Linked DNA regions of Mus musculus: regions 1, 2, 3, 4, 5 and 7 are each linked to region 6. A link is a contact called in public Hi-C, HiChIP or PLAC-seq and promoter capture Hi-C data. All regions are on one chromosome and are shown on one strand. Each heading gives the region's core, a stretch centred on a gene start, on an enhancer-like site or on the middle of the called end of the contact. The rest is flanking DNA. Distances are from core to core; before and after follow the strand shown.

What was found. Promoter capture Hi-C pulls out the DNA fragments that hold promoters and counts their contacts. A called contact is a pair of places that touch in the nucleus more often than the background predicts. HiChIP or PLAC-seq counts read pairs in DNA pulled down with a chosen protein or histone mark. Capture Hi-C pulls out chosen DNA fragments and counts their contacts.
Region 1: a contact with region 6 is called in a Hi-C map of muscle stem cells, with 6 times the contacts expected there. The contact joins the promoter of 1600020E01Rik here to the promoter of Isy1 in region 6. A contact is called at or near these places in 1 of 39 promoter capture datasets (the C10 cell line) and 2 of 484 Hi-C or Micro-C datasets (CD4 T cells and muscle stem cells).
Region 2: a contact with region 6 is called in an H3K27ac HiChIP or PLAC-seq map of bone marrow-derived dendritic cells, with 4 times the contacts expected there. The contact joins the promoter of Anxa4 here to the promoter of Isy1 in region 6. A contact is called at or near these places in 2 of 39 promoter capture datasets (cranial neural crest and liver) and 1 of 115 datasets of contacts at active chromatin or transcription factors (bone marrow-derived dendritic cells).
Region 3: a promoter capture Hi-C map of liver shows a contact between it and region 6, with 3 times the contacts expected there. The contact joins the promoter of C87436 here to the promoter of Isy1 in region 6. A contact is called at or near these places in 3 of 39 promoter capture datasets (cranial neural crest, hippocampal neurons and maxillary cranial neural crest), 1 of 484 Hi-C or Micro-C datasets (B cells), 2 of 115 datasets of contacts at active chromatin or transcription factors (astrocytes and embryonic stem cells) and 1 of 9 other capture datasets (liver).
Region 4: a promoter capture Hi-C map of liver shows a contact between it and region 6, with 5 times the contacts expected there. The contact joins the promoter of Mxd1 here to the promoter of Isy1 in region 6. A contact is called at or near these places in 2 of 39 promoter capture datasets (the C10 cell line and liver), 1 of 484 Hi-C or Micro-C datasets (CD8 T cells) and 1 of 9 other capture datasets (adipose tissue).
Region 5: a promoter capture Hi-C map of liver shows a contact between it and region 6, with 2.5 times the contacts expected there. The contact joins the promoter of Gmcl1 here to the promoter of Isy1 in region 6. A contact is called at or near these places in 6 of 39 promoter capture datasets (the C10 cell line, cranial neural crest, hippocampal neurons and 2 more), 1 of 115 datasets of contacts at active chromatin or transcription factors (large pre-B cells) and 1 of 9 other capture datasets (adipose tissue).
Region 7: a contact with region 6 is called in a promoter capture Hi-C map of embryonic stem cells, with 2.1 times the contacts expected there. The contact joins the promoter of Podxl2 here to the promoter of Isy1 in region 6. A contact is called at or near these places in 5 of 39 promoter capture datasets (the HPC-7 cell line, cranial neural crest, embryonic stem cells and 1 more), 4 of 115 datasets of contacts at active chromatin or transcription factors (embryonic stem cells, extraembryonic endoderm stem cells, large pre-B cells and 1 more) and 1 of 9 other capture datasets (embryonic stem cells).

What each region holds. Positions count from the first base shown.
Region 1 is chr6:86,525,461-86,528,805 of GRCm38.p6, forward strand. It overlaps 1600020E01Rik (RIKEN cDNA 1600020E01 gene), which reads left to right and starts at 1,870. Exons shown (of 5, transcript NR_037960.1): 1 at 1,870-1,973; 2 at 2,431-2,514. It overlaps Pcbp1 (poly(rC) binding protein 1), which reads right to left and starts at 729. Exons shown (of 1, transcript NM_011865.4): 1 at 1-729. The coding sequence starts at 455. It overlaps Gm38676 (a long non-coding RNA gene), which reads left to right and starts at 3,304. Exons shown (of 2, transcript XR_869219.1): 1 at 3,304-3,345.
Region 2 is chr6:86,792,262-86,795,851 of GRCm38.p6, forward strand. Anxa4 (annexin A4) reads right to left here and starts at 1,323. Exons shown (of 13, transcript NM_013471.2): 1 at 1,248-1,323.
Region 3 is chr6:86,436,783-86,440,556 of GRCm38.p6, forward strand. It overlaps C87436 (expressed sequence C87436), which reads left to right and starts at 1,892. Exons shown (of 10, transcript NM_001364557.1): 1 at 1,892-2,065.
Region 4 is chr6:86,667,480-86,671,363 of GRCm38.p6, forward strand. It overlaps Mxd1 (MAX dimerization protein 1), which reads right to left and starts at 1,680. Exons shown (of 6, transcript NM_010751.3): 1 at 1,457-1,680; 2 at 1,059-1,155. The coding sequence starts at 1,529.
Region 5 is chr6:86,731,033-86,734,826 of GRCm38.p6, forward strand. Gmcl1 (germ cell-less, spermatogenesis associated 1) reads right to left here and starts at 2,346. Exons shown (of 14, transcript NM_011818.3): 1 at 1,879-2,346. The coding sequence starts at 2,132.
Region 6 is chr6:87,836,595-87,840,056 of GRCm38.p6, forward strand. It overlaps Isy1 (ISY1 splicing factor homolog), which reads right to left and starts at 2,165. Exons shown (of 11, transcript NM_133934.4): 1 at 2,050-2,165. The coding sequence starts at 2,052.
Region 7 is chr6:88,872,964-88,876,696 of GRCm38.p6, forward strand. Podxl2 (podocalyxin-like 2) reads right to left here and starts at 2,083. Exons shown (of 8, transcript NM_001347327.2): 1 at 1,956-2,083. The coding sequence starts at 2,016.

The DNA.
Region 1 (3,345 bases), core at 620-3,119, 1.3 Mb before region 6:
GGCACGCCGGCGATAGTGATAGCCCGCTCGGTCGAGTTGGGCAGCATATCCCCCGCCACCTGGACCTGGGCCCCGGTGCTCTCGCGGATCTCCTTGATCTTGCAGCCGCCCTTGCCGATCAGGGAGCCACACTGGGTGGCGGGCACGACCAGCCGAAGTGTGACCGGGGGCCTGCTGGCCGCCGTACTGTTGGTCATGGAGCTGTTGATATCTTCCTCCAGCTTGTCGATGATCATGGCGAAGGCCTTAAAGATGGCATTGGTAGGCCCAGTCAGCGTGATGATCCTCTCCGGGCAGTTCCCCTCCGAGATGTTGATCCGCGCGCCGCTCTCCTCGCGGATCCTCTTCACCGACTCCCCTTTCTTCCCGATGATGCTGCCTACTTCCTTTCCGTGCATCAGCAGCCGAATGGTGAGAGTCACGTTGAGTCCGCTTTCAGTCACACCGGCGTCCATGGCGAGCGGCGGGCGGCGTTCGGGAGTTGGGCTCGTTACGTGGTCAAGTCCTGGGCGGCTGGCGGGGGAGGGGAGGAGTAGGCCCGAACTGCCGGCGCGAGGCGAGCGGGGGGCCGCAGGAGCGGGCGGGCGCGGGCGGGAGGCCGCGGCGGCGTCGCAGGACTGGCGGCGGCGGCGACGGGGGCGAGCGGGACCGGGAGCGGTCGACGGGCGGGTGGGCGAGGGCGCGGCGGTGGCGACTCCGGCGGCAGCCTCGGCGGTCTGGGCGGGGCGGGAAGCCCGCTTTCAACCCCGCGTACCCTCTGACCCCGGAAGTGCTTTCCGCGCAGGACCCCTAGGAGAAAAAAAAGAGGACCGGCTTTTTTAGGTCACAAGACTGCGCCAGCGCGCGCGACCCTTGAGAAAAATAACCCGGTGGCACCGCCGTCGGGTTGAAAACGGACAACGTGGGCAAAACTGGGGACCCGGCAGAGATTGAGAGGGAGCACGTGTTTTGTTAACCCTAGCGGCTCCGGCAGGGGACTGGGAAAATATACTGGTTTTGTGCCGGGGACAGATAATTGTTTCCCGGTCCGCCCAAGGATTCGATGGCGGAGCGATACAGGCATCGGCGGAGGCCGCTGCAGGCGGGAGCTAGGCCGCCGCGGGTCGAAAACGTGCGCGGGAGGGGACCAGGGCGCATGCGCGGCAGCGAGGGGGGGCGCGAGCGGCCCGCGTTGGCTTCCGTGGGGGGAGGGGCGGCGAGGCGAGGCGCGGCCCGGCGGCTGTGCACGCGCTCTGCTGGGCACGTGGGGCCCCTTCGTCCCCGGCGTCCGGGCGCCTGGTCCCAGCCCCCACCTTGGCCTCCGTCCGGCGGCTGCGTCCGCGACGCAGAGAGACTCGAGCGAGAGTCACCCGCCCCGGCGAGTGCCGCTCGGGCTAGTGGCGTTAGGAACGGGGGCCGCTGGAATGGCGTCCACTTACATAATGCTTTGTTTGCACTTGGTCGGCTCCGGTTAGGGAAGCCCTCGGAGGCGCTACCTCCTGCCCTCGTGTTTTATGTCCCACGATAGTTCCCGAGACCTTAGAGGAGCGGTGCGCACTGACGGCGTGCCGGCATGGCCCCCCGCATGTCCGCGCTGGCTCGCCCGCCGCCTGGACCACGCTTTCGGGAGGCGGCCAAGCCTGGGCGCCGCCGCCATCTTGGGAGGTCGCCCTGACCGAGGCCTCCCGCCGGGAAATGGCCCTCGAGACGCTGGAGAGCGCCTTGTGCTTTCTTTGCCGGCTCCTCGTGCCGCCGCCATAGTCAGCCTGGAGGAGGTCGTGTGAAGGAACGTGTTGTTTAATACTTGGCCGAAAGGACCAGCGTGGCGTTCCTCACCCCACCGCCACCCCACCCCCGAGCGGGGAGGGCTGGCGGCCATGTTTCCCAACAAAATGGCGACACGTGTCGCCATCGAAAAATTGGGCCGGGTCTGAAAGCTCTAGAATGTGCCTTTCATCAGTCTCAGAATTTCCCATAGGATGAAACAGCAAGAGGTGCTTTTGGAAGAAAGTTAATTCCCTTGGTGGGCAGGAGAATAAATAAAATGCAGGCCTGACACGGGATTTTTAAAAAACTGAGTAATGGCAGGCAGGTGTGTGCCTGTGTGTGTGCGTGCGCGCGTGTGTGCACAGTATGTAACCAAGTACCCAAGCATCTAGAAAAAATTTCTAGTTTTTTTCTAGATGTTGTACAGGTGGTGCTGTAACTGATTTAAGATTGTTATGCCTAATAAGCCATAGAATGGCAATGTCTCACTATTCAACTGTCCAGTGATCCTAAAGTTCACAGTTATGTCCACTTTTCCACCTTTACAGTCAAGAGGAACAGATTGTGGGTGTGGGTGTGCCACAGCAGATTCCATTCTAAACATTTTATCCCATGCAATATATATTTTTTTTAATTGAAAATTCCATGAAGTGGGTATTTATTTCTCTTTCTTTTCCCCAACAGAGCAAGACAATCCCAGAGAGATGAATGAAGTGAATGACCCAAGGTTACACAGGATGGAACCTATATCTTCTGATTTCTCTACTGGTGAGCACCTTTTGCAGATTTTTTTATTTGAATCAGAGTTTTAGAATTTAATTTTGCTGAGCTGGTTATCAGACATAGGATCTCTAACTTTTTAGCCAAGCTGTCTACCACTACGCCACAGTTTTGTGTGTGTGGTTTTTTTTTTTCAGTGCAGAGGCACTGAGCTCTGGATCCTCCTGTCTCACTTCACAAACACTGGAATGACAGGATGTGCCACCACTGGCATGTTGAGGGCATGGTAGGAAACACCTTTAATCCCATCACTGGGGAAACAGAAACAGGTAGATCTTTGAGAATTTGAGGCCAGCTGGGGCTACAAAGTGATACCCTGTTTCAAAAAAAAAAAGAGAAAGAAAAGAACTGACTTGTGTGAACTTGTCATTTCTAAAGGAGCCACTCAGAACCCCCCCCCCCCCCCCCCCCCCCCCCGCCCCGCACCTGTTTGTATGTTCCGTGCCTTCACTTATTCCTGGTGTTAGTGACATTTGTTTAGGCTCAAATATTATTTTACAAAGCCTCTGGATGAGGACAGGAAGAGGATGTGATTCAGGCTTGCCCAAAAGTTCAGTATCTGTTCATCTGGCCTCATCTGAGGCCCATTTCCCTCCACCTGGCTCCAAGGGAGCAAGCGAGCAGTTCCCTAGAGACTTGCTTTCCTCAGTTGCTTGTGGATGGATTTCTGGTTTCTCCATCCCAGTCCTTTAAGCAGATAAAATAAGTTACTTTACCTGGTTCCAATCATCTATTTCTCTTTAAATATTGACAGAGCATGGAGGAATATTAGATAAATCATAACTTGTGACTCCTCAAACCATGCGGCCTTCACTATTC
Region 2 (3,590 bases), core at 73-2,572, 1.0 Mb before region 6:
TTTGTTGGCTGGGTCTTTCTTTTTTTGAAGGCCAGATCTCGAATAGTCCAGACTACCCTCCAATATTACCCTGAACTACCGATTGTCCTGAAGTATGAGATTCTATTCCTTTTAAATCTAAAACGGGAAGCTTCCAAAAGGGTGTTGCTTGGGTTGGGACTGTCATTTTCTCCAAACTGTCCTCAAAGGCAAACGTACACCTGATTTATTTGGAGCCAAGGATAAAACCCAAGGCTTCTGGTGTGCTGGGGGCACGCTATCAACTGAATATATGCCTGGTCCTCTCTTCTTGTTCTTCTCTCCTCCGTTCTCTAGGGACTCACGGCCATAAATGGAGTTGCTTCCCACCTAAGGAAACAGTGAGTCTGGGAATGATGGGCAGAGGGATAGGTAACAACCGGCCATCCTATCCATCCTTCCACCATCCACTAAAGTGCCCAGTTTTAATGAAAGGCGCAGTTGCTTAAGGCCCAGAGTGCTCCTCCAGTAAATGGAGGCTTTCATACCCTTGAGGTGCACATTGAGCCAGCAAAGTGTTAAACCGCCAATTGTCTTAGGCGCCAAAGTCTCCAACTGGTCAAAGCACCGAGGACTAAGTTAAAATGTAGACACAGGCAGACACAGAATAAAAACTAAGAATAAGATGATTCCTGGGCGCCAGGCACTGTGTGGAGACCGTTCGCTACAAGAGAGGCGAGGAGCGCCCTAAGAAGACGAGAAAGCAAACTTACTTGCAAAAAGAAAAGGCAACACAAGTAGTGCTGGAGTGAGCTTCAGAGAATGTTAACTCAGTGGCTTATCCTCAGTGCGGAGTCCCGGGGGGGCTTTGACTCAGCAAAGGACTGCAGGAGTGCTGTGCACCGTGCGGCACTGCCTGCTCCTCCCCACGTTTCCCAGGTGGCTGCTCCGGTCCGGGACCTCACGCTTCCAGGGCGCGGAGCCAAGTGGCCCAAAGAACCCGCCTCTGGTCACAGCACCCGGTCCCTGAGCCCAAGATCCCCAGCCACAGTCTAGGACAACCGGCAGGAGCCCAAGATTCCCAGGTCCAAGCCTAGGACAGCGGGCGAGCCCAGGATCCCGAGGTTAAGTTCAGGTTTCCAGGCCCCAGCTGCGACCCAGCCTAGGATTCCCCAAATGAAGTCTAGATCTCCAGGTCCGAGCCTAGGACACCTGCCCGGAGCCTAGGACCCACACCCAGACCCCAGAGCCCGCGGCGGAGGTCCGGACCACTGCCCTAAGCCCCTTACCTCTGGTGCGGAGAAAGGCTCTAGACTACGGCGAATGCCACACCCTCGTCCCGGCCGATAGGACCCGCCCAGTCTCGGGGTGGAGACTGAGCCCAAGTTCCTGGTTGTCCCTTTGCCCACAGGAAAGTCCCTCCCCGGAGAAGCGCAGCTAGAGCACGAGAATCGCCCCCAGCACCAGGAGGGGCCTGAGGCAGATCACGCACTCGGCCTTTAACCCCACTGAGGACAGCGAGCCCACTCAGGACCCTGACCCTGCACAACCAGACTCCCAGGGTCTCAGCCTCGCGTCCTGCTGGGGTCGCACAACGTACTTGGGGCCTCGGCGCTCCAGTCTAGAGTGTAACTTGAAAAATCAGAACGTGACATCTGAGGACACAGTCCATGTCCTCCTTTCACATTATAACATACGTTCCAGAAAATTCTCAGCAGTTGCACGCCTCCCTTAAAGAAGACAGATGCAATCCTCAAAGTCAGGGGAAGGGTTCTCGGAGACAGGTACAGGTCACCGTTGGGACCGGGGTTAGAAGCAACTCTGGGTTTCCCACTAAACTTCCAACTGAAGCATTTCTTGGTTGCTAGCCAGCCTGGTTCTGGCTCCTTGCTGGACACGGAGGCACATGCCTCTTGCTACAAGGATAATGAATGCTTGAAGAACAGAGGCAGGTGCAGGCAACAGAGGCTCCACAGGCAACCTCCAATTTCATTTAACAAAGAATGGGTCGCTTTGGGCAGTGTTTGCTCTCTAGCCAACCAAAACCTAGGTGGTCATTATTTTAAATTGTATCAGCAACTGTAGCTAGAGGAGGTGGCTTATTGTGTGGTCAGGAGGAGGAAGGCTGAGGGGGTCAGGAGGAGGAAGGCTGATCTAGACTTGGGCCTGTTTTTTCATGTTCCAAAGTCTATATGTTTCTAAGCTTCCACAAGGGAAGACAAAATTAATCATGGTAATAGGAAGGACAAAATGAAGATTCAAGACTATTGTATCCTTTTAAAAGTAATTACATGCAGGGGAGGTGGGGTGGGGGGTGGATAAAGGTTAGTGTCTAGGAACTGTAGTTAGCCCACAGCTAAGCTGATCTTTATAGCAAGTGCAACCAGGCCACAGGCCTCTGATGTCACTTCTCCCAAAGTCTGCCCTAGCCCAGGTAGGGAAGCCACAGACAGAGGCTTTTACTATTACATATAAATACGTGTGCATTTTACTTATTTTATGTGTACAGATTTTTGTCTGTCTGTATGTCTACACACCAGCATAGGATCCCTTGGCTGCTGGGAATTGAAGACCTGTCTTCGGGGAAGACTCAGTGCTAGTCCCCACCTGAGTCTTTTATGGGAAACAAAGGCCAGGACTCCATCTGACCCAGGCTCATCTGGGATCTGAGGTCTGGGATCAGGGAAGGGCTGACCTCCAGTAGGAGTCTTGACTCTTTCTGAGCTCTGACAGGTGACATGCGACTTCTTCCAACAGATGGCAGGCTCTCCTGGGAATGCCCAGGAGTGCACTAACAGGGCATCTGCATCTTGTCTTACTTCTGGGGACCTGATCTAACCCAGAGCGACAAAACAATGAATAGAGCTGTTCAACTTAAGGACTCAGACTTCACACTAAAGATATCAAAATTAGGCACCACCAGGCACACACATGATGTACCTGCACACTTGCAGACAAAGTACTTGTATACATAAAGTAAAACAATAATTTTTTTATAAATATGAGAAGAGCGCCAGGCAGTGGTGGCGCACGCCTTTGATCCCAGCCCTTGGGAGGCAGAGGCAGGCAGATTTCTGAGTTCAAGGTCAGCCTGGTCTACAGAGTGAGTTCCAGGACAGCCAGGGCTACACAGAAAAGCCCTGTCTCGAAGAATATATATATATAAATGAATGAAAAGAGCACAGACTGCTCTTCTAGAGGATCCCAGGTTCAATTCCCAGCACCCACATGGTGGTTCACAACCATCTTTAACTCCAGTTCCAAGAGATCTAACAATCTCCTCTGGTCTCCATGGGCATCAGGCATGCAAGTGGTGCACAGGCATGCATGCATACAGACAAAAACACCCATACACATTTTTAAATACCAAAATAAATACACATATCTGTTAGATTTCAAGCCCAGAACAAATGGCCAAGTTACTTAACAGACGCTGGCTGCCATGTTCTCACTGCATCCTGCCTGTCCCGACCTGTGTCAGGCACCCTCCTGGATGGCATACCTTAGGAGAGTCAGATCAGCAGCAGGCTTGATTGGGAGGAGTTCCTTAGGGGAGGGAACTCATCTATGTCACGCCCAGGTTTCAGTAGCAGATGAATGAAAAAAATAAAAGAAAAAGGAAAAGAAAAAAT
Region 3 (3,774 bases), core at 642-3,141, 1.4 Mb before region 6:
AGATTAAACTAATACAGGTTGGAACAAAGTAAACACTGGCTACTACTAGTAGGTTGACAGGAGTCAAAGAAGTCCAGTGTGCAGAAAGCAACTACTATGTGTAGTCAGAGCAGGGAGAGAAGGAAAAAGGGTAAGGAAAACAAACTTGAAATCACAGCTGAACTCCTGATCCTTAGAAGGAGCCAGGTCCTAGAGGAACAGGAATATGCAGGCCTGTGAGGAAACACTTGAGGAGGAGGTCCACTAACTAGCGGGCAGCTGGCGTTGCCTGATACCACTGGGACATACAATGCAATGAATGGCTTAACTTAATATCCTGTTTTTTGTTGTTGTTGTTTTTTGTTTTTATTCGAGACAGGGTTTCTCTGTATAGTCCTGGCTGTCCTGGAACTCACTTTGTAGACCAGGCTGGCCTTGAACTCAGAAATCCGCCTGCCTCTGCCTCCCAAGTGCTGTGATTAAAGGCGTGTGCCACCACGGCCCGGCTTTTTGTTTTGTTTTGTTTGTTTTTATCTGCTTTTTTTGTTTTGTTTTGTTTTTTGTTTTTTTTTAAATGTCAGTTGAAAATTGCAGCCTGGGAGAGCTTGGTGTGAGGACACCCAAGTTGGCTGGTTCTGAAGACAGGGAGGTGAGGATCACAAGGTCTTTCATGAACCACTGCACACTTAATGAGAAAGGAGAGAAACAGCATCCAGAAAGATGTTGTCTGCATGTCTCTCTATTGGAGGGCTTGACATTGAACTATAGAACAAAGGAGAAACACTTCCCAATGCCAGGCAAAGAAATGAGGGTTGATGCTCTCTGGTCACCACTTGAGGCAGTTGCTAGGAACTAACTAGCCATGTGATCCAGGTATAAATATGAATGCTTTTGAACTTAACAGCAAATAAAAATTGTGGCGAGAGGAAACATCTCTTTTTTTAGTTCCTTCAGTTTCTGAAACAATATTAGAAAAATCTGATCCCAGAAAAGGGCCACTGTAACGGAGAAAAGTAAAATTTGGCTAGAGCAAAGCAATTGTGCCTACAGCGCACCACCAGTAGGTGTCCAAGCTATGGGAACACACCGGCCTCACCTAAGGCACCATAGCTTTCCGAGTGTTTCTGAAGTGCGGTGGTGGCACATGTCTTTAATCCCAACACATTGGAGGGAAGAGGCCCGCGGATCTATGTTCGAGACCAGCCTGATCTACAGAAAGAGTTCCAGGAAACACAATATTGGTGCCGGGGATTTACGATTCTGAAGAACAAATATACATAAAGTCTATTTCGGCTCTTTCCAAGGGGGGAGTCGTTCAATAATGTGTAAGAGCGAAGCGAGAGAAAACCATACAAGCTCAGGCGAGCTCTGCTTCCGATTCCAGTAAAACTGTTTTCAGCACAGAATTGTTCAGGTTCGATGTACTAGGGACCACCGGGAAGCCCTTGCTGGTGTGTTCTGTACGTTTAGGTAAAGCCACAAAGTGTCAGCACCCTGAGCCTTCTCTGTAGTTTTCCAAAAGAGAGCACTCCCCTGAAATACTACAAATCCCATGGTGCCACTTCAGCGGAGGTGAGCGGGCCCTTGGCGCACGTGGGCTGATCTGACCAATAACGACCGTCGTTACAAGCAAACAGTTTGGACGTGTTTGTAAAAGTCCGTTTGTAAAAGGAGAAGAGACGCGGCGAGGGTCGTCACCAACGAGATTCCTAGAGTTGCGAGGCAGGTAAGGGGGCAAAGTGGGAGAGGCCAAGCACCGGCGGAGCACGGCTTAGGGTGGGAACAGAGGCGGAAAAAGTGTTCGGGGAACTGCGTGTCGGACTGCTGACATTTTTGCTGGGCCCTCAGTTTGACGCCGCCGGAAGTGGGCGTTTTGCGCAGGATGCCGGGAAGCGGGTCGCATGGGAAGTGCGTTTTCCAGCCGGCCGTTCCCGGAAGCTGAGCTTAGGCGCGCTCCCCTAAACAACACCGAGGAATTGTGGCCCGGACTCTGTTATTTGACAGTGACCGGGCTGATTCTACAATCAGTAAAGGTCTGCGAGCTGTGACGTCTCGATCCAACCAGACAGTTTTATTCCTAAAATGGGTAAATAGCGCCTCCACAGGATCCCTTGTGTGAATGCATGCACTCGAATACTTCTTTCTTACTTGGGGCGGTGTTCACGTGCCCAAAACAGCGTCCCCACACCGACCAGCTCAGCGGCCGCATGGGACAGGGGGCAGCCTACCGCGCCTCGGGTTCCCTCAGCCAGCGCCAGGCGCTGCTCACCCTCTTGCTGAGAAGAGACAATCATCGGGAGACCCTTCAGGTTTCCAGCGGAGCTCCTTCACAAGTCGCGTTCCTTGTGTATCCTTTTTTAAGACAGAGTCTGCAAGCCGGGCGTGGTGGCGCAGCCTGTCATCCCAGCACTCGGGAGGCGAAGGCAAGAAGATCTCAAATTCCAGGACAGCTAGGCTACATAACAGACCTTGTCTCAAAAAGAAAAGAACAAACTGGGTATGGTGACGAGCTCCTTTAATACCAGAACTCTACAGGCAGAGACTGGCGAGTCTCTGAGTTCGAGGCTTCCCCGGTCCATCCCAGGACAGCCAGAGCGATACAAAGAAATCCTGCCCCCTACCTCCCGCCCCACCACACCCCAAAAAAGGAAAATAAGAAAAAAACTCTGTAATAATTCGTAGTGATACATGTTTTCAAATTCGAATAGTAAAAAAAATGAGATTAAACCTCCATTTCTCGGGTCTCAAATTACTGCTGAGGAAATAGACAACTATGCTGTGTCCTTAAAGTCTTTTCTAAAAAAAGATTTTTGTGTATGCATGTGTGTATATCCAGTGTGTCAAAGGAGTTGGACTTCCCAGAATTAAGAGTTTTAGGCAGATGAGCCCTGATGTTACTGCTTGGAACCAAACTTGGGCCCTCTAAAAGAGCAATACACACTTTTAACCACTAGCCATCTCTGCAGCCCCATTTTCCCCTTTCCTTTCCTTTCAAAACCAAGCATAGCATACACAAAGCACTAAGCTTTGTTACTGGTATACAGATCTCAACTGTTTTTAATGGCTTTACAGTCGCATCTTACTCAGCACACTGTACTTAGTTCTTTAATGGAAGTCCTTTTCCTATTCTGCAGGTACAAAATCTCATAGAGGGATATCTGTGATTTGGATGCCAGCCTGGTCCACATATTGAGTACAGCCAGGTGTACATAGTAAGACCCTATCTTCAAAAAAGAGGTGGGAGCTGGAAAGACCACCCAGTAGTTAAGAATACATACTGCTCTTGCAGAGGATCTGAGTTGAGTCCCCGGCACCCATGTCTAGTAGCTCACAAGCACCTGTAACTACAGTTCCAGACATATGCAGTGCAGCCTGTTGGCTATGGCTGCCTGTACTCATATGCACATAGCCTGACACAGGAAATAGGTTTCAGCCCCTTTGGAAACAGTTTTTCAGGTTCCGAAAATGTTAAGTGTACAAAGGAAATAGCTATGTTTACTATGATATTTACATTTATTGAAATATATGGCTCAACACTGTGGTCCATACATGTAGCCCTATCACTTAGGAGGCTGAGATAAAAGGATTATCTAGAGTTTAAGGCCCGCCTCAGGTACATAATAAGTTTCAGGTCACAGAGTAAAACCTTATCTTAAGAATAAATAAAAGAAATAGTAGCCGAGCGTGGTGGCGCACGCCTTTGATCCCAGCACTCGGGAAGCAGAGGCAGATGGATTTCTGAGTTCAAGGCCAGCCTGATCTACAAAGTGAGTTCCAGGACAGCCAGGACTATAC
Region 4 (3,884 bases), core at 430-2,929, 1.2 Mb before region 6:
GCGTGAGTGGGAACCTCCTGGGGTGTAGTGGTCTGTATTAAGCCACAGGGGCTACACATATAGTGCTTGTGGGAGTTACTCATGAGAAGGAGGGATGAGGATTCTAAATTGATGAAAATGTCATTTTAGTTGATAGGCAGAAAGACATAATTGAATAGCTCAAGATACACAGACTCCTACCAACTTGTTAGTGGTTTTGTTTTTGTTTTCTGAGACAGGGTCTCACTGTGTAGCCCTGGCTCACATGGAATTCCCTAGGTAGATCAAGCTGGCCTCCAAATCACAGAGATCCACCTGCCTGAGTGCTCCTGAGAGTTGGGATTAAAGATGTGCACCATCATGCCCAGCTACAACTAGTATTTTAAGAGCAAGGAGGGGGACATAGGGACAGTAACAAAGATGAAATGTTATTGTGGATCAGGGACTGTGAGTTCCCAGCCATTAACTAAACACTGGTGAAATTCACAGCTTTTGAGGGCTATGAGGTAATCTCTGAGGCTAACAGGAAAAGGCTGCAACTTGCTGACATCTTAGTGTAGCATGCATCTTCTCACAGAAGTGGGTTCTACCCTCAATCACTCTGCTCAGCCACCAGGAAGAGAGGTCACAATTGGGTTACCAGGCAAACTACTGCATTTAATGTACACATTAAATATAAATTTCTACCACCTGTGTCAGGCCAGATACTTCATTTATAAAATCTCTATTAACAAGCAAAATCAACTGATACCATGCCACATTTTGAATTAAAGGAAACTCTTGCTTGTAAAGCAGGCAAACACAGTAACCCTGCTGCCAGACCTGCCTGGAGCAGCCACAGAGCTTTGCTTTGTTCAGACGGTAAAAAGCAGAATTAATCTTGCTTTAAAAAGTCACACTGAAATGTTAGACATTCCTATTTTTCTCCTCTGTTTCCTCAACTTAAAAAGAAGGACTGCTTGGCACCATGAACACATTACTGAACCCTCAATGTATCTGTAGGGCTAGAATCCTGTAAGTCAACTAACAATCAGCCTTGGTCATTTTAGCTACAGAGAAGGGGAACATTGAACAGTTACCTGCTACTGGTGCTGTTCTTCTTGGGCTTGTTCCTCCGTTTGAAGGCATCTCTGTCCTTGCTGTATGGCAGCATGGAGGCATACCCATGTTCAGCTTCTAAAAAACCGAGGGGTCCCGTTAATAAGTGGGCCCAGAGCAACTGACACCCTGTCCCCGCGTCCGTCTGTCTGTCGGAGTCCGGGACACCGGGCGGGAGCAGGCAGGCGGAATTCTGAGAACAATGCCTGCTCTTTCCTGGCGTGGACGCCCTCGGTTCGGAGCAGGTGTGGAAGGTTCCAGCTGCTCGCCGCCCCCCGCGCTCGGCTTTGGGGCGCGGGCTCGGGGGTTGGCGCTCGCGGCCGGCCCGCGCCCCAACCACCCCAGCGGCCGCCCGCCCGGCCCGCAGCCCGCCGTGCACCTCTCTCCCGCCGCTCCAGGTAGTCGGCCGCCTCCAGCAGCAGCTGGATGTTCATCCCGACGGCTGTCGCCATCCTGCACCCGGCGGGCCGCCTCTCCGTGCCCGCGGGCCACCGGCCGGGAACACCGAGGAGCCGCCGCGCTGGCCAGCCAGGAGGGGCAGCGATGGGACAGCACGGAGACAGGAGCCCAGCCGCCACCGCCGAGTGTTTATCCCGACTCGCCGCCGCCCGCCCCCGGCCCCGTCCCTTGACAGGCCCGCGGCGGCGGCGTGCCTCATTGGGCCGCCCGCGGCCCGGCCCGCCCCCGGCCCTCCGCGATTGGGGAAGTGCCCGCGGCCCCGCCCCAGAAGCCCGCTTCCCCCGCCGGTTGGCCGGGCTTGACAAGGCCCGGGCTCCGCCCCCCACGCCCCATTGGCTGCAGGACTCGCAACTCCGCCTCGTGCTTCAGCCTGCCTCCCATTGGCTCTACGCCGATAGCCGGGCCCCCTTGGGCTCTCCGGGTATTGGGCAAGTACAGTATAGGGAATGCCGCTGCGCCCGCGCCTCATTGGCCTAATCCTCGGAAACCTCCCGGCTACGATGACGTCACCTCTCTGCCCAAGCAGCGGCCCACTCCCGTGCTGCTGATTGGCTACAAGGCAGGAGGGCAGGGCGGGTCCCCGCCCACTGGCCGCCGACCTGTTGCCCACTGTCTCCGGGGAGAACTTCAGGCCTAGCTGGGGACCTCAGCAGATGGTGGCACCTAGCTCCCACCCCAGGGGTTGGGGGAAAACAGCCGGCTCCCGTATACCACACTCGCACCGAGTGACCTGGTGCATAGAGTAAGGCTGAACCCGAGGCCATCCCTTCCATCCCAGAGGAAAACACTTCAGAGCAGGCCTCTCCCCAAGGCCACCAGCACCCACAGGAAAGCTCACTTTGTAAACACAGGTCCTTGAGCATCGCGACTTTTGAAATGAGAGCTTATTCGAGACTTACAGTGTAATGTCAACATATTCAATTTAAATGGCAGGAATAAAGCTAATGGGTAAGAAGTCTGAAAACTGAAATGAGCAGGGGAGTTTAAAATGAAACGTATGAGTGTTGTCAGTATACAGTTTTAGCTTTCTCTGTATGCATATGTCAGGTAATCCACCTAGAGGGTTCCCATCCCTCAGGACAACCTGTGAGGGTTGTCATCCTTAGTTACATTTGCACATGAAGAAAGAGGCTCAGAGACAAATAACGTTCCTGTTTCCCCTTGGCTTGGAGAAAGACCTGAACCCCTGTAATCTCATCCACAACTGCCCAGGCAATCCTCTGACTTATAGTTATACAAAAACAAGACGAAACAAAACAAAACGATCCCAACAACAATAACAACAACAAAATGGCAGGTATCCAGAACTGCAGACAGCCACAGAACTAAATTCAAACCGCCATTACACACAACAGATTTGGGTGCGATGGAGAGGCCATGTTCCTGGTATGTTCAAGGATCCAATCAAGGGCTCTATGCTGACACACACACTGAAGGCAGTTTTTCATGAGGACATGGAACTTGGAAATGAGAATGTGGAAAAGAACCACTTGGAATATTTTAAAATTGTATGCTGTTTGTTAAATAAGGTTAAAAATTAAAGTATCATATGCAACTATTAAAGTAACCAACTTAATATTCATAAAATGCTTTGTTTCAGCCATTTTAACATCTTGGGTTCCACACTTTCATATTTCCTCCCAAGTTTACTGTGAATATATAACATCTTTTCAGTCTTCTCTTTCTGCTCTCAGCAACTTATTTCAATCCAGTCCTATTTCAGGATCATAATTCTACCCCTACAGTCACTCTAACGGAAAAGCCACACATTTCTTTTTAAAGGGGTGGTCAGCGTTTGAAACCCAAGCCAGAGAGACTATTTAAAGCAAGTAAGTTAAGCACAAACACGTCTAAATTCAACTCCAAACAAAAATACTCAATCACATAAACACCAGAGAGACTAAGAAATATGGCAATCTCCTTTCTTGGTGGCAAGAATAGGATTGCTTACACCAACTAGGACTTGCAGTTAGGAACAGAGTATCTAGCGCCATCTACTGGCAGTGAAGCAGTAAGTGGAAAACAAAGGGTGAACCAGCTCAGTCCTCTCCTATAACCCAACATGGTCAGTCACTATGGAAGCATGAACTGCTAAGTAGGCCTTGCCTCCCAAACATGAGAGTTCTAAAATGTGTGGGCCCCAGCTCTACGCCAATAGTTTAATACAAATGATGCATGTGATAGCACAAGAAAGGTGCTTTTCAGCATGCAAGATAAAACTAGGAACTGAGTAGTTAAATGGAGAAACCCAACTGTATGTATGACATGGTTGTCTATCTAGTCACTCAGTCCCACAGTCTGGCTCCCGGCCTCCCATGGCTCCAGCTGGGTGGAGGTCATTGCCAATG
Region 5 (3,794 bases), core at 1,096-3,595, 1.1 Mb before region 6:
CAAAGAGTGAAAAGATGGTACTGGTGTGGAAAAGATCCAGCTTGGTAGTAAAGTGCTTCCGGAGAATGGATAAGGCCCTGGGATATGGGCTGGGAAATCTTAGGGGTGGTTGGGTGATGGGATACAGGATGTAGGTTGGAAAGGATTAAAAAGGTGCATCAGACAATTACCAAAAGTAAGTGGGAGTGGCTAAGTCACTAAGGCTGAAGAAGGATGCATGTCTTATGACATAAGAGCCTGTTCATCAAAGAGTTCTAATACCAAATGCACAAAGACAGGCACTCTGGGGCCTGAGAGGTGTCTCGGTGGTAAAGAGCACACACTGCTCTTCCAAAGGACCCAAGTACAATTCCCAACACCCACATTAGGGAGCTCAACACCTCTGTAACTCCAGTTCCAGGACTTTGCAGGAATGTGCACAAATCCACATACTCATAAATAAAAACAAATCTTAAAACCGGGGGGGGGGGGGGGGGGGGCACTGCACTTGTGCTCACTCTCAGATTGTGAGAGTCTCAACACTCCCAGCCCTTCCTTCCTCTCTCTTCTCTCCAGGGTGTCTGGATACAGCCCAGAATGGCCTTTAAGTCACTTTGTGGCTCAGACTGACCTCCAACTTGATGCTCTTGTCTCAGCCACCAGAGGCTTACTGCAGGATTGTAATACCTTGCAAAATCTGCGTAACTCTTTGAGGTGGCAATAATAGTTCTACTTTACATATGAAAATGAGTATATTAAGTGCAGAATACAGATAGGAATTCAGAATTGGAACTCATTAGAACATCCATCTTGTGAATATATTCACCCCCTAATGAAAAGTTATATTAACCTAGTTTTTAACCTAAGATATTTACATATCTTACCGCTACCACTGAGCTCCAACTCTACCACCTACACTTTTTTTTTTTTTTTTTTTTTTTTTTTTTTTTTTGGTTTTCCTAGACAGGGTTTCTCTGTGTAGCCCTGACTGTCCTGGAACTCACTCTGTAGACCAGACTGGCCTCAAACTCTGAAATCCGCCTGCCTCTGCCTCCGGAGTGCTGGGATTAAAGGCATGCGCCACCACGCCCGGCTCACCTACACTTTTTTTGTCAACAAAAATGCAATGTCCATAAGCAGATCCTTTTTAAAAATTTCATTAAAAAATTACATCTGTGTGAGTCTAACAGTGACCTTAAAAAGAGAAAAAAAAAATCCTTACTGCACAGTATATTCTGGTATACGCCACATCTATTTCACAAGCAATGATTTTTTTTTTTCAACTCTTCCCTCAAAAAAATCTTATGCAACCTACACAGAGTGCAGCCCACCTCAACAAGCAGACTTTGTTCTTAACTGGGCGAATCTCCATCACTGGTCCCTCTAGTGACAACACAGAGAGATGTCCATCTCAGGGACTACTATGCTCCTCTCTTTACTGATTTATGGCTAGTGATGCACAGTAAAATTTCCCGTGGCTATCCTATTCAAAAAGCAAACGCCTGCTACGGAAGGGACGCGGAAGCTCTGGCTAGTCCTTTTAGGCTCAGGTTGAGGCTCTGACACTCAGGAAGCTTCTGTTTAATGTGCAGAACCCTAAGCTTTCTAGCTCCCGCACTGATCCCAGGTCCACCCAACACGCGCGAGCTCCCGTATTAACCCAGGTCTATCTGCAAACTCCCAGACCCTACACTGACCCAGGTCTGTCTGCTAATGCCCAGCTCCCGCACTGACCCCAGGTCTGCCCGGCACGCGCCCGCTCCCGCACTGACCTAGGTCTGTCTGCAAACGCCCAGCTCCCATCTGCTCCGCGGGCACTCACCTCCCGCACCGACCCTCCCGCGCTCTCCTGTCAAGGACACCGGGGTCAGGCCCCCCAAGGTGCGGGGCGTTCCGTACCTGCGCGGCGTGTTCAGCAGCCTCTGCTGCTCGTCGCCCTCGTCCTCGTCGTCGTCTGTCTCGGAGTCGGGGTGACAGTAGCAGAATGTGCCGCTGCTGCGCTTGCGCTTGCGGCCGCCCGGACAGTAACAGAAGCTGTGGCCCGCATCTTCGCCGGCGTCCGACCTGCGGGCCGCGCCCCCAGCCCCGGGCGTGGGTTCGGGCTGCTCTGTGCGCCCTGCGGGCCGCAGCACCCGGCTGCTGAGAGCGCCCATGGCTCCGGCGCCTAGGGAGCACCGAGGGGCCGCCCCGCCATGCCCGTATCTCCACCGCCTACTCCGCTGCCGCCTCGCGCGCAGCCCCAACCGTCGCCGCGAACGCAGTCACCTCCATCCTCAGCCCCGCCCGTAGCGCCTCAGCGGACCGGCTTCGCTAGACCTCGCCCCCTCCTTCTCCCAACAAAGCGCGCGCCGCAGGGCGCAGGCGCAAGGCGAGCCTCCGGAAAAGGCGGGGCGGGAGGACGGAGCCTGCGCTGCAGGTTGCGCATGCGCAGGCTGCTGGCCCGTCCCTGCGGCGCTCAGCCCCGGTGCGTGTCTGACTTCCGCGGTTCCGGCTTCAACGGAGGGGCGTGGGCACTGTGTGCTTATGCCTAACAGATCTCGGGATCTCTGTCGCTGGTTCTTCCCGTAAGCTTCCTCGATTCCGGGGTCTCATCCAGCCCTGTACGGTTAATAAGAGGACGGACTTGCCAACATGGCCTTTGCTTCCAGGGCTCTAGGACCCGACTGGCCCGGTTAGATAGATGACCGTCACCCAGCTGTGTTGACCGGGTTCAGTCTGGAGCCTCAGCTAGCCTCCAGGTCTTGCCTTCCTTCTGCTGCCTTGTTTTGATTTAATTATTATTTTATTGTGTCAGTGTCTCGTACTACATACTTCGACTCACTGTATAGGATGCTCTTGAACTCTTGATCTCCTGTTTCTACCCCCTGAAAGCTGGGATTACAGCCATGTATGTGTCACATCACCTTCGTGGACCTGAAATGCTGAGTATCAGATGCAGGGCTTCTTGAATGCTAAGCAAACATTCTACCAACTAAGCTACATCCCTGGCCCTCGATTTTTTTTTTTTTTTAAATTTTCTTCAAGGAAAAGTGTCACTCTGAAGCCCAAGGCTTCCCTGGAACTCTCAGAAGTCCGCCTATCTCAGCCTCTAAGTGCTAGGAGTTGAGGCACTGAGCTACCATACCTGCCTTTTATACCTTTCAAAGTAAAATGTTTATAATAGAATGTTTCAAACAGAGCAATACAAGTACCTGTGGACCTACTACTGGCTTGGAATTCTATCACACTTACTTTGATTCACTCCCCTTTAGCTTTATTGATATATAGTGGGGAATGAGAAACCCCTTGTGTACTAATTCTCAGTTTCCAGCCTCTCCCTCTCTGTGCCATTTCTATGCATGTCTTTACACGTATAACCACTCTTCTGCTGCACATTCAGACATGTAATTTAAATGGAATTGGACCATCCCAAACCTATGATTTCTCCTCTCCTAAAACTATACTTTGAATGGAATCTCTAGTTATTGTCACTGCTCATTGTTAGACACATCATTTGCCTACTCCCTTGCCAAGGGGTTTCAGTTATTTCTACGTAGATGCTCTTTCAGGAACACCACTCGCAAAAGCTTCATCAGGCAGATCCCAGAAACGGGCTCTTGGGAAATTTTCAACTTTACGAGTTCTTGCCAGTTTTTCGCCCCCCCCCCCCCGGAACTGACTGCATCAATTCACCATTTGCACTCCGTTATAGCAGTATATGTCCTTTGTGAGCCACTGAGGAATTTCTCATGTTTGAGAAATTCTGAGGGTGTGTAGCTGAGGCTGGTTGAAGGAGAAGTGGGAGGAAGAGAACTACGGTGGCTGCAGGGGACACG
Region 6 (3,462 bases), core at 915-3,414:
CTCCAAAGAACTATTTCTCAACAGGTACACATCCTCCTCTGCTCTGTTAATCTTTCCTTTCCACTGCCTCTGATGGATGATGGACTAGAAGGGACATTAAAACATTTAAGAACCCTCATTAAAAATAGGTTGTAAAAAATCTAAACCTACCATTGGTTGGTTTCTGGCTTTTTGAGACAGCATATTCTGTGTAGCCCTGGCTGTCCTGAGACTTGCTCTGTAGACTAGACTGTCTTTGAAGTTAAAGATTGGCCACCTCTGGCTCCCGATCTTTGGGATTAAAGGCATGTGCCGCTGCCATCACCAGGCTGGTTTTTATTTTTTAAAATCATACACATGTGCAGAATGTACTGTGATCATATCTATTAACCTCTCTGACCCCTCTCTCACTCCTGATACGATAACGTATGCACCACCATACACCACTCTAACCAGAAAACAGCCTAGTTGTCTGTCTGCTGCCAGTGGCTATCAGAGGAGAGCATCAAGACTGGCTTTTGCAAAGTGATGTTCATTTAAGTGCTGCCGCAGCAGTGTTAAGTCAATGGTCCCTAAATGTTACACAGGATCAGGAAGAGAACAGTTTTTTTCAGTTGGATTGTGAACTACACAGAAAGCGCACCTGCTGAATTTGGAACTAGAGATTTTGCTCCTAGCTCTTCCTCTCACCATCACTGAGACGTGGTCTCACCAAAATCTAAGTTTCCCTTCACAGCACATATTGTAGCTTTTATCTTGCAACGTTATGATGACTTACTCAGATAAACGCATGAAGTCAAGCAGAAACAGACACACAGTCTAGAGAGTCAGCAAGATGAGTTTAATTTAACTTGCCCTTCAGATTGCCCCTTCCAATCAACTCTGAAAGGAACCTGGCCAGTGGAAGGTGGATATATGAACATGACATCAATACAGGACACACCCTCCTTCAGAAGTAGCTGTTCAAGACCACTGTTTCCTCTCCTTTTTAGGTTTCTGTTCTCAACAGTCTGTAGTGTCCAAAACATCCTCTGTAAGCATTCCATGGCTTCCTTAAATGTTTATGCATCTGTTTTATTTAACAGGAGTATGTATCTGTTTGCCCCTATGTATGTGTAAATACCACCCCGCCCAAAGTGTATTAATGTTTTTTTTCTACTTAGTATTATAAAGCACAGACTGACAAGAAGGCCTATATATTTGAATGTGTCCATATTTTGCACGTGGTTATGCATATACTTACACCTGATCCTTAAACATAATTTGGTATATGCATATAGATAAATATCTACCAAAATGGGCTGGTTTTGTAGATAAGACTATACAGATTTCAAAGACATCAATAAATCTCAGAAGTATGAAAGCCACTCCGTATACTTTTAAGGGGATTTTTACCTTTAATTTTTTAATATTTTTTGTATGTGTATGAGTGCTTTGCATGTATGCATGTAAGTGCACCACATGAGTGTCTAGTGTCACTTAACAAGTGGGTGTTGGATCCCCTAAAACTAGAGTTTTGGATGATTGTAAGCAACCATGTGGGTGCTGGGAACCAAAGTGAAGTGGTTTTTGATCACTGGGCCATCTCTCGAGGTCCACGGACACTTTACTTTGAAATTACTACAGTAACTGCGCCTCTTTGAACCAACACTGTGTCTGATCTCATACTTCCATATTAAACGCTTCTTGAGTGAATGAAACCGAGAATCACAACCTCTCAACAGATCAGCCCATCCTATTCATTCACTCACGGTTATGTCACACACGTCTAGAGAATGTCAGATTCTGTCCTCGGTTTCAGGCAAGCAAAGGCGTGGAGACCCTGCCCTTTAAAAGGTCCTATCCGTGGAACCTGAGAACGCCCGGGCCGTTCAGTCTCTACGCATAATGTGCTTCACCCAGACTGAACCACCAAGACGCAATACAGCTCCCAAACTCAGTTTTCTTGCCATTTCTTACAGCTACGCCAGGTGGGAAAAGAATCCCGGCATAGGCCAGGGAGCCCGAGGCCGCACACTGGCCCAGACCTCGGGTCCCCCGTGAGCCCCATCCCTTCCCCAACGCACTCACCATGGTGCCGGCGAGGGCGCCCTGGCGCCGCTCTGCAACGCAACGTGCTCAGGCGCCCGGAACAAGGCAGGCAGACGCGGGAACGGAAAACAGCGGACAGTCTGGTCTTTTTGTCGGAAGACTAAATGGAAAGGACCGGAAATTAAGGACCGGAAGCGAGGGAGGGAGGACGAGGGAGGGGAGAGAATTGCAGTGGAGCTTCGGTAGGCGGCTTCCCGCCGACGCGTGTCCAGTGCGTCATCCCGCGCCTAAGTCAGCAAGACTACGCTTGCGCGGCAGGAATGTGTGCGTCATTTGTCGTTTGGTTTCGTTCTGCTGGTAACTGCGGTCAAAGATTCGCCTGCCTCTGCCCTTCCTGAGTCTTCTATGACAGCAGATGACCTTTTTGAAAATGACTGCACCTCTCTGAATGCACTGAGTGTTCATAGCCCCTAGGGACCCTGCGTGGAGTTCTGTCACCTGCCTGGACCCGCCAGGCGCAGGCACTGGGGCAAACCATAGCCATTGGGGCGAACCTGTCTTCCTGGGAGGCTTCTTCACCGCTGCCTGCCATTTACCTGGAGCTGAACAGTGACTGAGACTATGATCGTCCTCCTTTTAAGAAACGTGTATAATTATCATTATTCTTTATTAAAGGTGGCTGTTTCCATGAAACTGACAGATGTGATCGTGAAAGAAACATTTAAGCCAAGGAATCAGCTCTCTCTCCACACATTCCCAGAAGGCAGAGACCACATCTTTTAAAATACAGAGATGCGGTGGTGGCGAACGCCTTTAATCCTAGCACTCAGGAGGCAGTGGCAGGCGGATTTCTGAGTTCGAGGCCAGCCTGGTCTACAAAGTGAGTTCCAGGACAGCCAGGGCTACACAGAGAAACCCTGTCTCGAAAAAACAAATTAATTAATTAATTAAAATAAAATACAGAGATAAGGCCAGGCTTGTTGGCTAATGCCTTCAATCCCAGCATTTTGATGGCAAAAGAGGCCAGTTTCTGTGAACTGGTGGACACCCTGGTCTTCATAGAGAGGAAATCCAGGCGAGCCGGGGGTGCATAGTGAGAACTTGCCTCAAAAACTAAAGAAAAAGGCAGCTTGGATCCCAAGACTCAGAAGGCAGGCATATCTTTGAAGTTTGAAGCTAGTCTACAAAGTTAAGTTCCAGGATAGCCACACGAAACGACTCGAAAAACAAAAACGTAATGAGAAGAAAATGAAATACGGAGTAAGGTCCAGAGAAGAAAAAGCTACCTGGAGCAAGTGGGAAGTTAGAGACTACGTGAGTCACTTAGCAGAGATGGATTCTGGAAATGGTGGTGGGCTCTCCCACTGAGTCAACACTAAGGAGAGTACCCTGTCATAGTCCATGCAAGAATGTTACCACCGTGCATATAAGACCAAATTAGAGTCCCTTATT
Region 7 (3,733 bases), core at 833-3,332, 1.0 Mb after region 6:
CAGCCCTGGCAGGCAGGCTCTTCTGTCTACCACCAGCTGCACTCGGCCCTCCCCTGTCAGCAGCTTTCAAGTCAGATCCCCCTAAGCCCTTAGCAGACACCAGCATGGGAGGTGGCTGGGCAGCATCTGCCACTCTGCCCCCACAGCCCGGAGTGGCAGCCACAACAGAGATGCACCCCCACCCCACACCCCCATCCCCCACCCCCACCCGACTCCACTGATGTTTGCCGCTGAGAAAGAGTGCATGAGTGAAGCGTTCTTCTTTCTACACAAAGGTGTAGAAAGGAGGCACGCTGATAGACACACGTGTGCCTGCACAGAGATGGGGGCATACAAACGGGGTGAGGGAGAGAAGAGGAAAGGAGGGACCCTGATTGTCATCCCACTGGTCACCAGGATGGGGTCATGAGAGTCAGGTCTCCATACTGACTTGCACTGCTGGCAGAGATGGTGTGGTCCCTACCTAGAGAGAGAGAGCAGACCTCCCAGAGCTTTGCAAAGATCTGGGTGGTCTGTGTAGATGTCCCAGGCCAACATCAATAGACACTTCCCCATAAAATGTGCCCAGGGCAGGCACAGCAGTGTGAGGGGTCAGTTACCTCTCTGACTTTTTGTTTTATTTATCTATCTATTTATTTAGAGACAGGGTCTTGCTCTGCAGCCCAGACTGGACTTGGATTCCCAATCCTCCTGCCCCTTAGGTTCCAAAGAGCTGGAATTACAGTTAAGTACAACCCTAATCAGCGTTCTCCCACCTCCGCCCTTCTCCAGACATTTTCCTGGTGTTCTATCATTGACAGTCTCAAAGTAAGGGCCCACCACCTATTCATATCAAACAAGGTCTTCACCTGACTTCACATAGACGCCTCCTCGAATTTGTATACATTACACTGGGTGGGTTTTGGTGGGGTAACTGCCTGAGCACTAGTGGCCAGTCCCATGCCTGTCTCCACTGGAGGGGAAGCGACGCAGTCGAGGACACGCGTTCACCAAGTCTTGTAGCCCACCCAGCCCAGCACCCTGCTCCTGCCCCAGGCCCACCTTAGGACAGGGTCCCAGCTCCGATCTTCCCTGAGAAAGCTGCTCTCCCATGTCCTGGTCTGACCCACCTTTGCAGTCAGCCTTCCTCCCTCCCCTTCTGTGGTGGCGGCTTGCCTCTGAGCCTGTCAAGCTTTTGTGCCCGCCCCCTACACTCGCACACACCCCTGAATCCCATGTCTACCCTGAGAAGCTGTCTCTTTCTCCCTCACACACATATTTCTTACCTGCCTCAGGCCCCGACCTGTCACACGCCCACACTAACGAGGTATCCGGAGTGACTGCTGAATGAAAACCACGTACCCGAGTCTCACACACAGCCCCATATGGCGGCAGTCGCTGTCGCAGACCTACCCCTTTGTCAGCTCCTAATAAAGTTGCCCCGCGCAGTCGAGGACACGCGTTCACAACGACACGCACACGCCTTCCCAGGCAAGCTCCACGCACATGTAAACATCCACCTCGGCCACGCAGCTCTTTCTTTCTCGGCCCTCGGCATCCCCGGCCCACGCGCTTTGGGTACCCGCCGGACCTTTACGATGCGATTTCTCCAAGGGTGTCACCCGTGCGCTCTCGCCTCCCTGCTGAGCTTCTCTACACCCTCGCGCGCACACACGCACACGCCCCTCTGCTCCTTGGCCGCAGACTGGTCACCTGTCACCTGTCACCTGGCGAGGGGTGGGGCGCGGACACCCTGGTGCAGCGGCCCCGCCGCCGCCGTCCTCGAGCGCGCGCGTGGCACGGAGCATCCAGCGCCCAGGACAGGGCGCCTGGGGGGTCCCCGCGCCAGGCCCCGCGCCGCCGCCTCCTCCCCGCGCGCGGCCGACCCCGCGCGCCCCACAGCCTTTGTTCTGCGGCGCTGCCAGCACTGGCCCGTGGCGCGCTGCGCCCTCGCGGCTTGGCCCGGCCCCACTCACCGGCGGCCAGCAGCAACAGCAGCGGCGGCGGCAGTCGGGCGGCCCGCAGCGGCCGGGCCATGGTGCAGCGTTGCCGCCCGCAGCCGCAGCGCCGCGGCGCCCGGGCCGGCCTCGGGGGCGCGCAAAGCGAAGGCGGCGGCGCGCGTGCGCCCCGTTGGCCTGCGTACCCGCCACTCACGCGCTCATCCGCCCAATCGATGCAGCGGAGGGATCGGGGGCGGGACCCTATTGCGGAGTCCGGCTTCGCACCTGCACCTCGGGCCTCGAGCACTTCGCCACCCGGGGGGGGGGACCTCCCTGGGAAGCGGGTCCCGAACCTTTTGTGCAGCAGACCGGGCCCCAGTTACAGCGAAGGAGACAGAGGCCAGGATCAGCAGGGACCTGTTGGGGCACGTGGCCTGGGGATCCTGAAGGCCGGAGAGGACCAGGCTTTGGTGAAGGGACTGGGCAAGAGCAGAGAGCTGAACTCTGTGCCGGGTGTAGTTTATTTTCATTTTATGTGTGTGAATGTTTTCCCTACATGTACATATGTGCACCACGTGCGTGTTTGAAGTCCACTGATGGTTGTTGAGCCACCATGTGGGTGCTGGGAACTGAACTTGGGTCAGTCCATGCTCTTAACCTCTGACCCACTACAGCTTCCAGGGGTAGTTTAGACCCCCAATTTCCAGTTGGCTTTCACAGCCTGAGGAGATTTGTCCTTGTCTTCAGACATCTTGTGGGAGTCACCTTTCTCTCTAGCCAGCGCTTCTCCTTGACTTCAAGTTTCTTTTTGTGCCAATATGGCAAATCCGACAGGCATTGCTCTTCCTAAGTGTCAGGAGGGCAGGAACATTCCTCAGCATGTTCCAGAGCCACAAGTGTAGGAAGGCAGGTTAAGCACAAACGGAGGCAGAGGGGACCTTCTATGGAGACATTTATAGGATGCATGGATGTTGGGTAAGCTGGGTTTTGGCGAAACCATTCTAGATACAGAGAGAAACTGTGGCAATTCTCAGATAGAAAGATGTCTCACTTCTTTAAGTGACAGTGAAAACACTGACTGAAGCGTGACTGTCCCACGCCTGTAATATTTGTACCGCACTAGAAGGGATTCAGGTTAAGACCAGGGCAGTCTGAGCGACATAAGATTGTCTGGTGGGGGAGGGGAGCTAGAGAGACAGCTCCGCACAGAGTTTGTGGCTCTTGGAGGACCCAGATTTGGTTCCCAGCACCCACACTTGCTACTGTCTGTAACTCCAGCTCCAGGAAACCCAGTGCCTAGTCTTCTACTAGATTGAATCAGTCTGTACTTAAAGGCATGCTGTGTTGGGAGAGAGACTCTAGGTTTGTGTTTTAAAAAAGAAGAAAAGGCTTTGGACTCCTTCCGAAATAATAAGGATCAGACTTGACAGAGGGCGACTCCCTGAAGATCTTGGCTACAGACAAGAAGAGGAAGACTGGCAAGATCAACAAGATGGGTAATGTATACACTGATCCCTATACTTGGGGACAGCTCTGGGACTTAAATGTCTATATACAGACAACAAATTGTATTGACTACAAAATTCTCAGGGCTTATTATGACATACCATCTTTTCAGATAGTGTAAATGGAGATTTGAGTTTGATTATATGATCAGACTAACTTCTAAAGAAAGACAGTTGTCTTTCACCTGTTCAAACAGCAGAAAATCATTCTTAATTGATCTCCGCACCCCGCACTTTCAATGCAAATGTCGATAAGGTTTGTATATTGCAGAATGGAAGACCAAGAAGGCAGCCCTGACAGGATTCACC